Regions from separate parts of the Mus musculus genome. Here regions 1 and 3 are each linked to region 2. Evidence: chromatin contacts called from public Hi-C and promoter capture Hi-C data. All regions are on one chromosome and are shown on one strand. Each heading gives the region's core, a stretch centred on a gene start, on an enhancer-like site or on the middle of the called end of the contact. The rest is flanking DNA. Distances are from core to core; before and after follow the strand shown.

Evidence for each region. Promoter capture Hi-C pulls out the DNA fragments that hold promoters and counts their contacts. A called contact is a pair of places that touch in the nucleus more often than the background predicts.
Region 1: a Hi-C map of B cells shows a contact between it and region 2, with 5 read pairs. The contact joins the promoter of Hspa2 here to the promoter of Rdh12 in region 2. A contact is called at or near these places in 1 of 39 promoter capture datasets (liver) and 1 of 484 Hi-C or Micro-C datasets (B cells).
Region 3: a promoter capture Hi-C map of liver shows a contact between it and region 2, with 2.6 times the contacts expected there. The contact joins the promoter of Akap5 here to the promoter of Rdh12 in region 2. A contact is called at or near these places in 2 of 39 promoter capture datasets (both in liver).

Annotation. Positions count from the first base shown.
Region 1 is chr12:76,402,842-76,407,427 of GRCm38.p6, reverse strand. Hspa2 (heat shock protein 2) reads right to left here and starts at 3,252. Exons shown (of 2, transcript NM_001002012.1): 1 at 3,139-3,252; 2 at 490-2,899. The coding sequence starts at 2,894. The coding sequence ends at 993. It overlaps 4930426I24Rik (RIKEN cDNA 4930426I24 gene), which reads left to right and starts at 3,434. Exons shown (of 4, transcript NR_166810.1): 1 at 3,434-4,271; 2 at 4,533-4,586.
Region 2 is chr12:79,207,554-79,211,811 of GRCm38.p6, reverse strand. Rdh12 (retinol dehydrogenase 12) reads right to left here and starts at 2,899. Exons shown (of 7, transcript NM_030017.4): 1 at 2,704-2,899; 2 at 853-971; 3 at 269-424. The coding sequence starts at 2,771.
Region 3 is chr12:76,322,592-76,326,643 of GRCm38.p6, reverse strand. Akap5 (A kinase (PRKA) anchor protein 5) reads right to left here and starts at 1,753. Exons shown (of 2, transcript NM_001101471.1): 1 at 1,655-1,753. Gm40443 (a long non-coding RNA gene) reads left to right here and starts at 3,480. Exons shown (of 3, transcript XR_001780628.2): 1 at 3,480-4,052.

The sequences.
Region 1 (4,586 bases), core at 2,003-4,502, 2.8 Mb after region 2:
TAGGAAATGAAAACAAACTTGACCAGACTGGGACTCAATATTACATCACTCTTAAACTTGCCTGCTGGCTCTTGTTTCAGGAACCTGTATGCCACAAAGCACACTTTCTATAACCCTTTGGCTACTGAGAAAAGATGCTGTCATTTTTGTTACTCTGGAGAAAAGCTATTTTGTACAGGTCTCTGGGATCCAGCCTGTACTGCCCTGTAACACTCGGGTAGCTTTGTTGCTGTTGTTTTAAACTTGAACACTTTAAACTTGAACCAGGGCTTAGGAGGTTAGAGTCACGTGAAGAGACCCCATCAGGTTTCTGAATATTAAAGGGTTATCAAGATTCTTCACCCCCTTAAATTGTTGGTGATTTGTGGCAGGAGCTTCATCTGAGAGGTAGAGAAAACTGGATTAGATGCATTGCACAGCATACTAACTTCTTAAGAGATCAACTCGAGGAAAACATAGGATGAAAAAATTGAAAACGCCAGACAGCAATTTTGAGATCAATTTCAGCTTTACTTTAAATGTGCATTTATGTGTTTACAGAATATACCTGTCTTTAATATCACTGCAGTGCTTACTTTCATCTCATAGTACATAAAAATAAACAATTCAAGCTTTCCTGTGTCTTAGTGTAACCAAGCTTCCACAGGTCAGGTGTGCGAGCATCAGGGTTCTACTTTCAAGCAAATCTCCATGTACATACGTAAGCTTAACAACAACAAAAAGAGCTTAAATCAGCAATCGCTCTAAATGCATTAAAGAGAAACCTCATTTTTCCCCCAAATCAAACTTTTAGAACTAACCTTTTATAACTAAACTAAGTTGTTGCACCTTTCCTTTCATATGTATGCACCAGGCTAAAGACTTCCAATAATAGATCTTACTTGGCACAAGGACATTTAAAAGAAACCAAAACAAAAGGGAGAAAAGGAAAAAAAAAAAAAAAGAAAAAAGAAAAGAAAGGAAAAGAGGTTTACGCGGACTCCAGCGCAAGCCTAGTCCACTTCCTCGATGGTGGGCCCTCCAGAGGAGCCGCCGCCGCCTGGACCGCCTTGGTAAAGTTTGCTGATGATGGGGTTGCACACTCTCTCAAGCTCTTTCTGCTTGTGTTCGTACTCATCTTTCTCTGCCATCTGGTTTCGGTCAAGCCAGTTGATCACCTCCTGACACTTGTCGAGGATCTTGTTTTTGTCCTGCTCGCTAATCTTGCCCCTCAGTTTCTCGTCTTCCACGGTCTGCTTGATGTTGTAGGTATAGGACTCCACCGCATTTTTGGCTGCCACGCGATCGCGATTTGCTTCATCTTCCGATTTGTACCGCTCCGCCTCCTGCACCATCCGGTCAATGTCGTCTTTGCTCAGCCGACCCTTGTCGTTGGTTATGGTGATTTTATTTTCTTTACCGGTGCTCTTGTCGGCAGCAGTGACGTTAAGGATGCCGTTGGCATCGATGTCAAAGGTGACCTCGATCTGGGGGACCCCACGGGGTGCTGGGGGGATCCCAGTCAGGTCGAACTTGCCCAAGAGGTTATTGTCCTTGGTCATGGCCCGTTCGCCCTCGTACACTTGCACCAGCACGCTGCTCTGGTTGTCTGAGTAGGTAGTGAAGGTCTGCGTCTGCTTGGTGGGGATCGTGGTGTTTCTCTTGATGAGTGGGGTCATGACACCGCCAGCTGTTTCGATGCCGAGCGACAATGGAGTCACGTCGAGTAACAGCAGATCCTGCACATTTTCCGACTTGTCGCCGATGAGGATAGCCGCCTGCACAGCGGCGCCGTAGGCCACCGCCTCGTCGGGATTAATGCTCTTGTTCAGCTCCTTGCCGTTGAAGAAATCTTGCAGGAGCTTCTGGATCTTAGGGATGCGGGTTGAGCCGCCCACCAGCACTATCTCCTGGATCTGGCCCTTGTCTAGCTTGGCATCGCGCAGCGCCTTTTCCACCGGCTCCAGGGTCCCTCGGAAGAGATCGGCGTTGAGCTCCTCGAAGCGGGCGCGGGTGATGGACGTGTAGAAATCCACGCCCTCGTAGAGCGAGTCGATCTCTATGCTGGCCTGCGTGGACGAGCTCAGGGTGCGCTTAGCGCGCTCGCAGGCGGTGCGCAGCCGGCGCACAGCGCGCTTGTTGGGCCCAATGTCCTTCTTGTGTTTGCGCTTGAACTCCTCCGCCAGGTGGCTGACCATACGGTTGTCGAAGTCTTCGCCACCCAGGTGGGTATCGCCGGCCGTGGACTTCACCTCAAAGATGCCATCCTCGATGGTCAGGATGGACACATCGAAGGTGCCCCCGCCCAGGTCAAAGATGAGCACGTTCTTCTCGCCGCCCGCACAGCCCTTCTTATCCAGGCCGTAGGCGATGGCCGCTGCTGTGGGCTCATTGATGATGCGCAACACGTTGAGGCCGGTGATGGTGCCCGCATCCTTGGTGGCCTGGCGCTGCGAGTCGTTGAAATAGGCAGGAACAGTGATGACTGCGCTCTGCACCTTGCCCCCCAGGTAGGCTTCGGCGATCTCCTTCATCTTAGTGAGGACCATGGAAGAAATCTCCTCAGGGAAGAAGGTCTTCATCTCCCCTTTATATTCCACCTGCACTTTGGGCTTCCCACCTTCGCTCACCACTCGGAACGGCCAGTGCTTCATATCGGACTGCACTGTGGCGTCCTCGAACTTCCGTCCGATCAGCCGCTTGGCGTCGAAGATGGTGTTTGTGGGGTTCATGGCCACTTGGTTCTTGGCGGCGTCGCCGATGAGACGCTCGGTGTCAGTGAAGGCCACGTAGCTGGGGGTGGTGCGGTTACCCTGGTCGTTGGCGATGATCTCCACCTTGCCATGTTGGAATACCCCCACGCACGAGTAAGTGGTGCCCAGGTCGATGCCGATAGCCGGGCCGCGGGCAGACATCCTGACTGAAAAAACAGGCAAAGCAACGTTAGGACGAAAGCGTCAGGAGAGGCAAGCGCAAGCCGGGACCTGAGCCAACGGTCGCTTCTCACAACTCTCCACGAGCGCGACTAGCGTCTCCCGGAGACCTCTACGGGGCTTCTGGTTCTTATAGTCCCCTCCTCCCTGCCTGCTGGAAACTCTCAGAGCCAATCGGTCCCCGGGCCCGCCCGCTCCAACCCGTCCGGCGCTCCCACAGGCTTGCCTGGTCGGAGTGACCAGCCGGTGGTCCAACTGATATCTAGTTGGGTGAGGCGCTTGACGCCAGCCTTGGGCAGGGAGACCAAGGGGCGGCCGTTATGCAAATGAAGCCCCGCCCAGTGCCTCCAGCCGCTTTGGGGGCGTTAAGCTCGCGCCAGGGGAGCCAGTGTGAAAGCCCCCTTTCCCGTTCTCTTTGCCTTTTCTAAAGCGTGATTCGCTAACATCTTTCAGATTGGCGGGGCAGATGCCCAATGAGCAGCGCAGAATCCGAAGCGTGTGGCAGGGAGGCGCGGGGCGGGGCGCGCGGAGGCAGCACGGAAGGGGCGCTGGCCTCCGAAAGGGTTTCTGTACCGTTCGGTGTCGGGTGCCGCCACTGACTCGGCTCCCGGGGCCCGAATTCCTTCTAGGGCGGTTGCATCGAATACAGAACGGCTGGGATCGGTTCTCGCCTTCCCTGCCCCTGCTGTTCCTGTAGCGGGGACTGGGGCTGGGTGAGGGGCGGTTCCAGGGCGGGGACTGCGAAGTTGGGCGGGTACGAGTCAGTACCCCTCCCCCTTCCCAGCGCGTCTCAGAAAGTGCGCGACCGGGGAAGGATGCGGGGTGCTTACCCGGGAGGCGGGTGGCTTCCCGCGCAGCGCGAGCGGCTACGGCTCGCGAGCCGCCTCCGCCCAACTTTCTCCCTCGGCTTTCCTAGTTTATTTTCTTTCAGGCGCCCTAATGGGCGGTTTTGACTTCTTGGTGGCACTGCGTAATAAGCCAGTGTCACCCCTCTGACTCCCGTCCCCGCACGCGTGATCTTGTTAAGGAATTAGTCCTTTTGCGCGGAGTTCGGTTGAATGAGAAGAATAGGTTGGCAGCACAGACTTGTGAGAGGAAGTAGATGAAAAAGAGTCTTTGGCACTTGTTTAGCCGGAATCTGAGAATAATTTTGGAAAGTATTCTCTGGAACAAGGGGGTGGGCAGAAGCTGGCTCCTGTAAAAGGACTCCCTACAGGAAAACGGAGACCTGTAATGTAGAACGACCGCCTCGCCTTACGGATGGGAAGCTGAGGACAGTCGTCGCTGTAAAACTTTGACAGGTGCCCAATATGAGATGAAAAGAACAAGGGAAACGGGCCTAAGTCGTGTGATAAGGGGGTAAGCCAGTCCGGTGACAACAGAGGGCAGGGAGGGGCACACAGAGCCTGAGGGGAAAACATCAAAGCATCCCTGAGGAGGTGACATGCCTAACTCCTGCAAAGGAGAGTAAGAAAAGCATTCTTTATCGAGGTTGAGGTGGTGGAATGTGGGCGACGAGGAGGGCAGAAGAGTTCAGAATTGAAGATTAGAATCTGGATATGTTAAGCAACTTTTTGTGCTTTGGGGTGTTTGTTAGTTTGTTTGTTTTTGTCTTCGAAGCTCCAGGAAAGAAGCACCCCTCTGAAACTGGCCAGTAAGTCGTGTGAGACAGTG
Region 2 (4,258 bases), core at 1,650-4,149:
AGAATGTAGGCCACACCTTATGCCAAGGTACAAGCTCAGACATGGAGACGACACCTCCAAGATTCCCACTGTGGAACGAAATGCCGATAAGGATCCTGCCCAGCTTGTCCACCCGCCATCCCTTTGCCAATTCCCTGCCCAGCTGGTTTATCTACATAAACCTGCCCAGTGGGATCATGGGTATGATGCAAGGGCCATAAATGTCCTGGGTGGAGTAGCCATTCCACACTTAGTTTCCTGCCTTCCTGGCTACTCACTGGAACCTTACCTGCTAGGAAGCGTTCAGCAAAGGCTCGGATGGATTTGGTGTCAGACAGGTCCAATTTCCGCACTAGCACCTGGGAGTTCTTGGTATCTGCTCGGATTTCACTAGCAGCAGACTCTCCCTTCAGCACATCTCGGCAAGCAATGTATACTCGTGCTCCTGGGACCAAAGTAAACAGGGCAATGTGTGTAGAAGTACAGGAAGTGAGCTAGGGCTGATAGGTAGAGCATACTCAAAGCTGTCCCTACAGCAGTGAAGTGGCCATATTGCCACTTCCAAATTCTCCCAGTGGGGCCAAGAACCCTCTATTTAATTCTGCTTAGTAGCTACCTTACAATAACTGACTTAACTAATATTACACTGAGACATTATTCTCCTTACTTTCTGAAATTGGAAAGATGCAGGAGGGAAAGGAACTATGCTGAAAGTCAGAATAAATTAGTTGGACTTGGATTGGGCTTGGATTCCAGTTTCCCTGAATTCCCTTCAGAGCCTTCAAGGCCAGGAAGAAAGAAGGAAATCCAGGCAGAACCTGAGTGAAGAGAGCAGAAAGTGTGGCCCCGCAGAGACCGAAGGAAAGGACTCACCTCTTCGAGCAAGCTCTCTGGCTGTCTCCTTGCCAATGCCTGTGTTGGCACCTGTGATGACCACTACCTTCCCTGGGATCTGGACATTTGTTGTACAAACTCCACCAGCAAAGAACTTCCTGTCGCCAAAGGAAGGAAAATCATCCACCATTTCCCCAAAGTCACGCTGAGATGCATTAAAGAAAAAGGCCACATAAACCCAAAGAGGGAGGCCTTTAACTTGGAGTTATAAATAAGACTTTATCATCGTTAGAAATTAATTTGCATGGACCACTTTTTGGTTGGGCAAGGTAGTGGCCAGCTCATAGACAAGAATTGAAAGGTCATGTGTCCAGAAGCTAAAAATAGTCACCTGAGCAAGCAGAGAAAATGCTCCTGAGCCAGGGCCAATGGAGACATTCCTTGTCAGATAAAAACGCTATCAGTCTAATCTCTAGACTTCCACGGGTCAGCTTCCTCCTCTGACCCACATTGGAATCACATGGGTGATACACATTAGAGGACTCAATGGTCCTGAGCCCTATGGCTCCAATAGTTACTATAGGAACTAGCAGATAGCATCTGGGTTGACACATTAACTACTTCCCTCTCAGTTGTCTTTTTTGTTTAGAGAGAGAGCATCCTGAGTGACTTTCTGGCACTTTATTATGGATTTTATTTAGGCCATTGGCACACAGAGAAAGCTTTCTTGTTGAAAACAAGACCAGAGAGTCTAGAATACTTCCTGAACATCACTGGATGGCAGACACTGAGCTAGACACTTTCTATACACTGTCTTTTCTTGATATTTTCTACATGCACTGTCTAGCCTAGGCTAGACTTTCTACACCCAATATTTAGACTAGGCTAGACACTTTTCTACACTCATGAGGTCTATCCCAGGCTTGATTTTCTATACATTTTCTGTCTAGGTTTAAACACTTTCTGCACCCAGTCTACCTCCATGCTAAATAGTTTCTGCACTCACTATCTTTCCACATTTTCCATACATATTATCTTTCCATATGCCATTTATATTAATTTCCCCTGCCATTTCAGTATTACTTCTATATTACAAAAACAAACACACACAAGCAAACAAAAAAAACCTCTGAAGCCCAAAGATGTTTAAGTCATTTCTAAGGGTGGCCGGGACCAAGTATGACACTTTGACACTCTGTCCTCAGTATGCCTATCTAACCTTCCTTTGGGGTGGGGGTGGGGTCAGGTCAGGGGGCAAAGGTTCAAGACAGGGTCTCTCTGTATAGCCCTGGCTGCCCTGGAACTCGCTCTGTAGATCAGTCTGTCCTCTAATTCAGAGTTCTTTCTGCTTCTGCTTCCTGAGTGCTCGGATTAAAGGCACGTACAACCACACCTGGCTCCTAACCTTTCTAATCATCAACAAAATTTAAAGCCCCCACATAGAATAGCCATTTCTTGGCACCTCCACAAATCCCCAGTGAATCATTTCCAAAACACTTCTTGAGAGAAGTATCAAGGGAAGAGAGTTTGCTTCCTTTCCAGAGTGCCTAAGACTTGACAAGGAGTCCCTTAACGATGAAGTCCCCATGACACTCACCTCATCTAGGGACAGAAAAGAAAAGGAAAGTGTCAGAGAAACCTAAAGGAATCAGAGGAAAGTGCCACAGGACTCATCTACTCCGCCTTCCTCCTTCCTCGGCATCCGAATTCAAATCAGCCCCACCTCCTCCCACCCAGGTGCTTCCTTCTCGTTTTCTGCAGAGGCATCCAGAACCCCTCCTTTCCTGTTTTTAATGTACTAATCTCGCCTCCGCCACCTTCCCTCCTTCTTCTTTTAGAAGTCAAAACCATCTTCGTAAAGTATCTTTGAGTTGCTGGATTAAAACAAACCTGATGGATGGAGCTGTCAGATACAAGATGGAGAGGAAGGACGTAAGCAGTACCAAGATAAACAGCATCTTGTCAACTTTCTTAGTTGCTGCTTCCCACCCTCAACCTAGCCCGAGGATCCTTCTCTGGCTCCAATTCCTGGCAGCTTCTGTTGGTTCTTGGTTCCTCTCACTCTGGGACACTCAGCAACTGGCTGGCTTAAGCAATGCCCAGAATCTTACTTAAATCCGAGAGCCGCCAGAGCACAGCCTCCTGGGAGTTGTAGTCCTAGAGGGGTGGGGCTTAAGGAAAGATTAGGGCTTCACCTTATATTGGCAGTGAGAATTTGGCAATACTGGAGTTCCTCCTCAACACGCTATTTTCAAGATAGAATATGTTACACATTATCAGCAGGCTTCAAAAAAGCCAGGCATAGTGACAACGTCTTATAATCAACGTATTTGGCAGGCTGAAGCAGATGATCACTTGAGTCTGTAGTTCAAGACTGGCCTAAACAACATAATAAACTGTGTCAAAACAAAACCAAACCAAAAAAAACAAAACAAAGAAAAAAGCAAGCATGCGAACAAACAAAAAAAAAATCCTCCAAGTCCTAATGATGCTTGAAATATGTGTGATTAAAAATGGAAGAGAGATAGTAAGAAGGATGGCTAAGTAGGTCAAAGCACTTTCCATGTGAGCTTGTTGGTATGTGTCCAATCCCCAGGATCCATGTAGAAGTCAGATGTGGCAGCTCAGGCCAGAAGAGTGGCTGCCGTCTGTAACCACAGTAGTCCTACTTCAAAATGGAAACTGGAGCTCAAAGGCCAGGTAGCCTCGAGGAAGTGGAACTGCAGGATCAAGAGGTAGGTACGCACAAACCTTGCTTCGAAGACAAAGTAAAAGGAGTGACCTGACTTTTGAAAACTTGTTCTCTAATCTCCATATGCATGTCCCTACAAACCCCAAAGTAAATTAACAGGGCAGGGAAAGTGGCTCAGCAGGTATCAGCAATAGCAAACAGGCACAGTGACCTGAGTTTGGTTCCCAGGTCCCACAGCCAACTCTCCAAGTGACACTGTGACCTCCACACATGCTGAAGCCTGTGCATTCCTGCACTCTCATGTATATATAACCAATTAAATAAGTAAAAGTTAAAAATAAATAAATGGAAGAAATAGGGAGTGGCTGAAGGTCCTGTGGGGCTGGCAATGTGCTGGTCTTTGATCTTCGTGCTAGTACACAGGTGTGCTTACTGTGAACAATCACTGAGTTGGGCGCTTTTGATTTGGGCATTTTGTGTGTGTTCTTTACATTACACTTCAGTGAAGTTGACACACCCAACGACATGTCAAGCAAGAGTAGAGTGTTTAAGTATTCTCGAGCTAGACTCAAATTCCTGACTCAAATCCCAGCTCAGCATCCTTCAAGCTTCAAGGTCCTGGGCAAGTTATTGAGTCTTTCTGCTGCCTCAGTTTACTTGATTATCCAATGGGAGTGATTATCAGTTGCAAGTCTCCACATGGCCACTCGGGCCACTCACCTCAGATGATTCTCAGGTCAGGTGGACTCAGGG
Region 3 (4,052 bases), core at 504-3,003, 2.9 Mb after region 2:
TTCACATACATCTCTAACCTGCACCGCAGTGTTGCAGAGTGAGGAGGTGGTGATATCTCCATCTGCAGTTAAGCAGTCTGCCTGCCTGAGACTACAAAGCTTGTCGGTGGCAACAGCGCTCAGATTTAACCCAAGACTGCCTGTTTCTGAACTGCGTTCTTTCACTGCGCCTCGAGGTCCAAGAGAAAGTAAATTGCTTTAAAATGCTAATCTGAGGCTGCTTGTGACCACGCGTGACTGTAATTCCAGCAAGTGGGAGGTGGAGGCAGGAGTCTCAATCAAGGCCATCCACAGAGCTACATAGTAGAGTTGAAGACAGCACCAGCTACGTGAGACCCTGTCTCAGAAAAACATGTAAAACTAAACTGACACATAGCTTAGTGACAGAACATTGGCCTAACGTGCCACAAGATTCTGGGTTTGAGCCCCAGTGCCACCAAAAAAAGTAATAGTCCACAGAATGGCAAGGCTTAAGGAATGAGGACCTGGAATGACTAGCTAACAACAGCTCCGTGCATTTTAGGTGCTGAGCCCTGAGTTAGGCGCAGGGGAGCCTTTCATGCATATTCTTCACAGAGCTTTCACTTGGGTACCAGTTCCCAATTCTCTGTAGAACTGGAACCCTGAAAAACCGTTTTAAGAGCTAAGGCTTTTCTTTTGTTTTTTTAAGGGTAAGTATTGAAAGCTTCATCTTTCTACAAAGAAACATAAAATTCTAGAATGATGGGACCAGTATAACATTTGCAGTCTCTCCTCACACACCCTAGCACTAGAACTAGAACCCAGTCTTAATGGCTTCCACGTCTTCTTTCCCTGAGCCTCCAGCGCTCTAGAGATCATTCCTTCTAAGTGTGTGTATTAATAGAAGAAATATTCAAATGAGATTATATTCCGGAAAGTCTCTGAAACTAACCTAAATGGCCTAGATGGTTGCACGAGAGGTTTCTTTTAATGTACATCACTGTAGAGATCAACACCCCAACAAGTGTAGGCGAGGCAGGGAAAGGATGCAGCCTGCAGGCATTAAAACTTTGCAGAGTGTTAAGACTGCAAATGATTCACCTTTACCTTCGAGAGGACCATTATTGTCTTGGAAACCTTAAAGTCCCTGCTGTCCTTTCCTGGCAGAATCTCCTGTCCAAGACCACAGAAAACAACCACCACCCTTCTCCCCTTGAGCAACAGAGAGCAACCACTATCTGAACAGAGCAAGGAACCCTTCCCAGCACTAGACACGAACCGCGAAGCTTCCTCCTGGAGGAAGGATTCTCCAAGCTTGACGCCCCTATGGCAGGAGACAGAGCTCAGGATAAAGTGCTCAGAAAGGAAAATACCGGGGGCGTGGAATAGATAGCCCAGCTTCAAGCTATCTGCAGAACTATCATAGCCCGGAGCCGAAAATCACAGTTCCCCAGAAAACCCCTAAAGGAAAAGGGTTAGGTAGGCAGCCGGTGCCAAAGCAGCAGCTGCAACTCGTGCGAAGCGAGCGGGCGGCAGAACAGCCCAGGGTCACCCACCTGGAGCCGTCTGAGGATCGGCGACCTTGCAGTCGTGTCCCTCACAATCTGGTGACCAGGACCCGGGGTCTGCCGCCGTTACCAGGGCTCAGTGCACCAGATTCTGACCCAGAGCCTCTAGTCTTGCCTCTACTTACCCAGATCGTCGCGGTCTCTGGCCAGCTCTGCTCCCGAGGTCGAGGAGCACGGGCCCAAACAACGGAGAGCCCCGGAGACCGCGGAGCGCGCAGCCCTCTGCAGAGGGACCGCAGCCGCGCGCCCCCTCCCCAGCGCGGAGAGAGACAGCTGGTCGCGCCAATGCGCGTGGAGCAGTGGGGCGGGGCTAGGGCCGGGGGCGGGGTGAACTCAGCCAGCCACCTGCCAGCCGACTGCCCAGCGGCCTGGGAGAGACCTCCGTGCTCCCGCCCCGGACGCATCACCGCTGCATAAAGACATCAGGACCAGGGTGGAGGGACCACTAAAGCAAAGCAGGAGGACTGCAAGAGGGTAGAAACCCCTCATTTCCTGAGACGCACATCCGTAAAAACCTTGTTTGAATTTATAAGGCTCCCACCGTGAATCCCCCCTGGAACATTAAAGACAAGGTAGAAAGCATATCTACAGATAAAGATTGATGGGAAAGATGGCTCAGCGGTGAACAGCACGTATTTCTCTTCCAGGGGGTTTAAGATCGATCCCCATACACCCACATTAGGCGGCTCACAACCACCTGTAACCAGCCCTAGCTGGATCTTTTGCAAAAACAAAATTAAAAAGCAAGATTCATAACAGTACAGAGACAATAAGGGGCCGGGGGAGGATTTTATTTTATTTATTTTGTCGAGACAGGGTTTGTCTGTGTAGCCTTGCTTGTCCTGGGACTCACTCTGTAGACCAGGCTGGCCTTAAACTCACAGGGATCCACCTGTCTCTGCCTCCAGAGTACTGGGATTAAAGGCCTGTGCCACCATCCACTGGCAGACATTTTATTTGTGTAGCTCTGTACGACCGACCTGAAACTCATTGTGAACCAGCCTGGTATTGAACTCACTGAGATTCACCCACCTCCACCTCAGAAGCTGCACCTGGCTATGGAGAAAATTATATATATATGGTGAGAAACAGAAATAAACTCACTAAACAGAACCTCAACCTGGTACTGGTACAGTCCTCACTCTGGAACAGGAAGGTGTCAGCTCAGGTGGGAACCAGCACAAATATGGCTCTGTGCACACAAAGGTGTGGCCTCCCCAGCTCAGGGCCTGTGGCTTTGGGATGTTTTCAAGCTGAGACCCTGTAAGTCACACACACACTCTGACAGGCTTGTTTCACCATGTCCAAACCTCAGGCTCTGTGCACACCAGGCAAATACCCTTTGCTCCAAATGGGGCTGGAATAGTGAGCACCCTCATCTCCGTCCCCACTTGAGAGGAACAAGGTAAGCAGACCCCAAGGGATGTCCTAAAGGAAACAGTAATCCAGCCGCGGTTCTGATATGAGATGTCACATGGGCCATGTTCTGTGCTCACCTGTCAGCATGGATGTGGTACTCCAGCAGGCCTCAGCCTCCTCCAGGGCTCCTCCTAGCACAGAGCTCGAAAGCCCCAGGGACGCGGAAGAACAAGACCCTGTCCCCTTTCTTAAGTGGACCATGACCTTTGAGAGGTCAATATCAGATGTCCACTTGGGGATGGTTTTTCAAGGAATATATTTTACCTTCCTCAGACTCTCTAGTCTAGATTTACTCCAACCAGACCTGATAAGGAATAAACTCTTAAGGCACAAAACAGACCGGGAGGACCCAGATTCAACTCCCAGCACCCACATGGCAGCTCATAACTGTCTCTGACTTTTTTCCATGGAATATGACTCCCTCACACATGCAGGCAAAACACCAATGTACATAAAAGAAAAATAATTTTAAAAAGAGAGTTCTTGATTTGCAGAGAATCAGAGTTCAATTCCCAGCGCACATTTCAGTTCTCTATAACTGCCTTTAACTCCAGGGGATCCTCTTCTGGCCCCTGTAAGCCCTCTGCGTGCACGCGAGTGCGCACACACACACACACACACACACACTTGCCAGTGTGCGGTTTGGACAGGGTGAAACAAGCCTGTGATCTCAGTACTTAGGAGGTAGAGACAGCAGGATGAGACTTTTCAAAGCCATCCTTGGCTACACAGGGAATCTAAGGCCAGCCTGGACTACATGAGATCCCATCTCAAAAAAAAATCCAAATGAGTTAGCTTTGTTCATCCAGCAAGCACAGATGTGTGAAATGACTTTATACCCGCAAGCCGGTTATATGTTAACCGTTTTTGGTAGTTTTGAACTTGAGACGAGCGGGAAGAAACTCTTAAGCTTTTCCAAATCCAGCAGACCTGGGAGTTGGCGGTCATTTTAGGAGAGGAAGCTCATGCAGATGATTGATGGGGTAACCTGGCTATGATGGGGTAACCTGGCTATCTTAGTAGAAACCACTTGGAGCCAGGTGTAGTAGCTCAATCCCAGGACTTGAGTAGCTAAAGCAGAAGGACCATACATCCCTAGCCAGG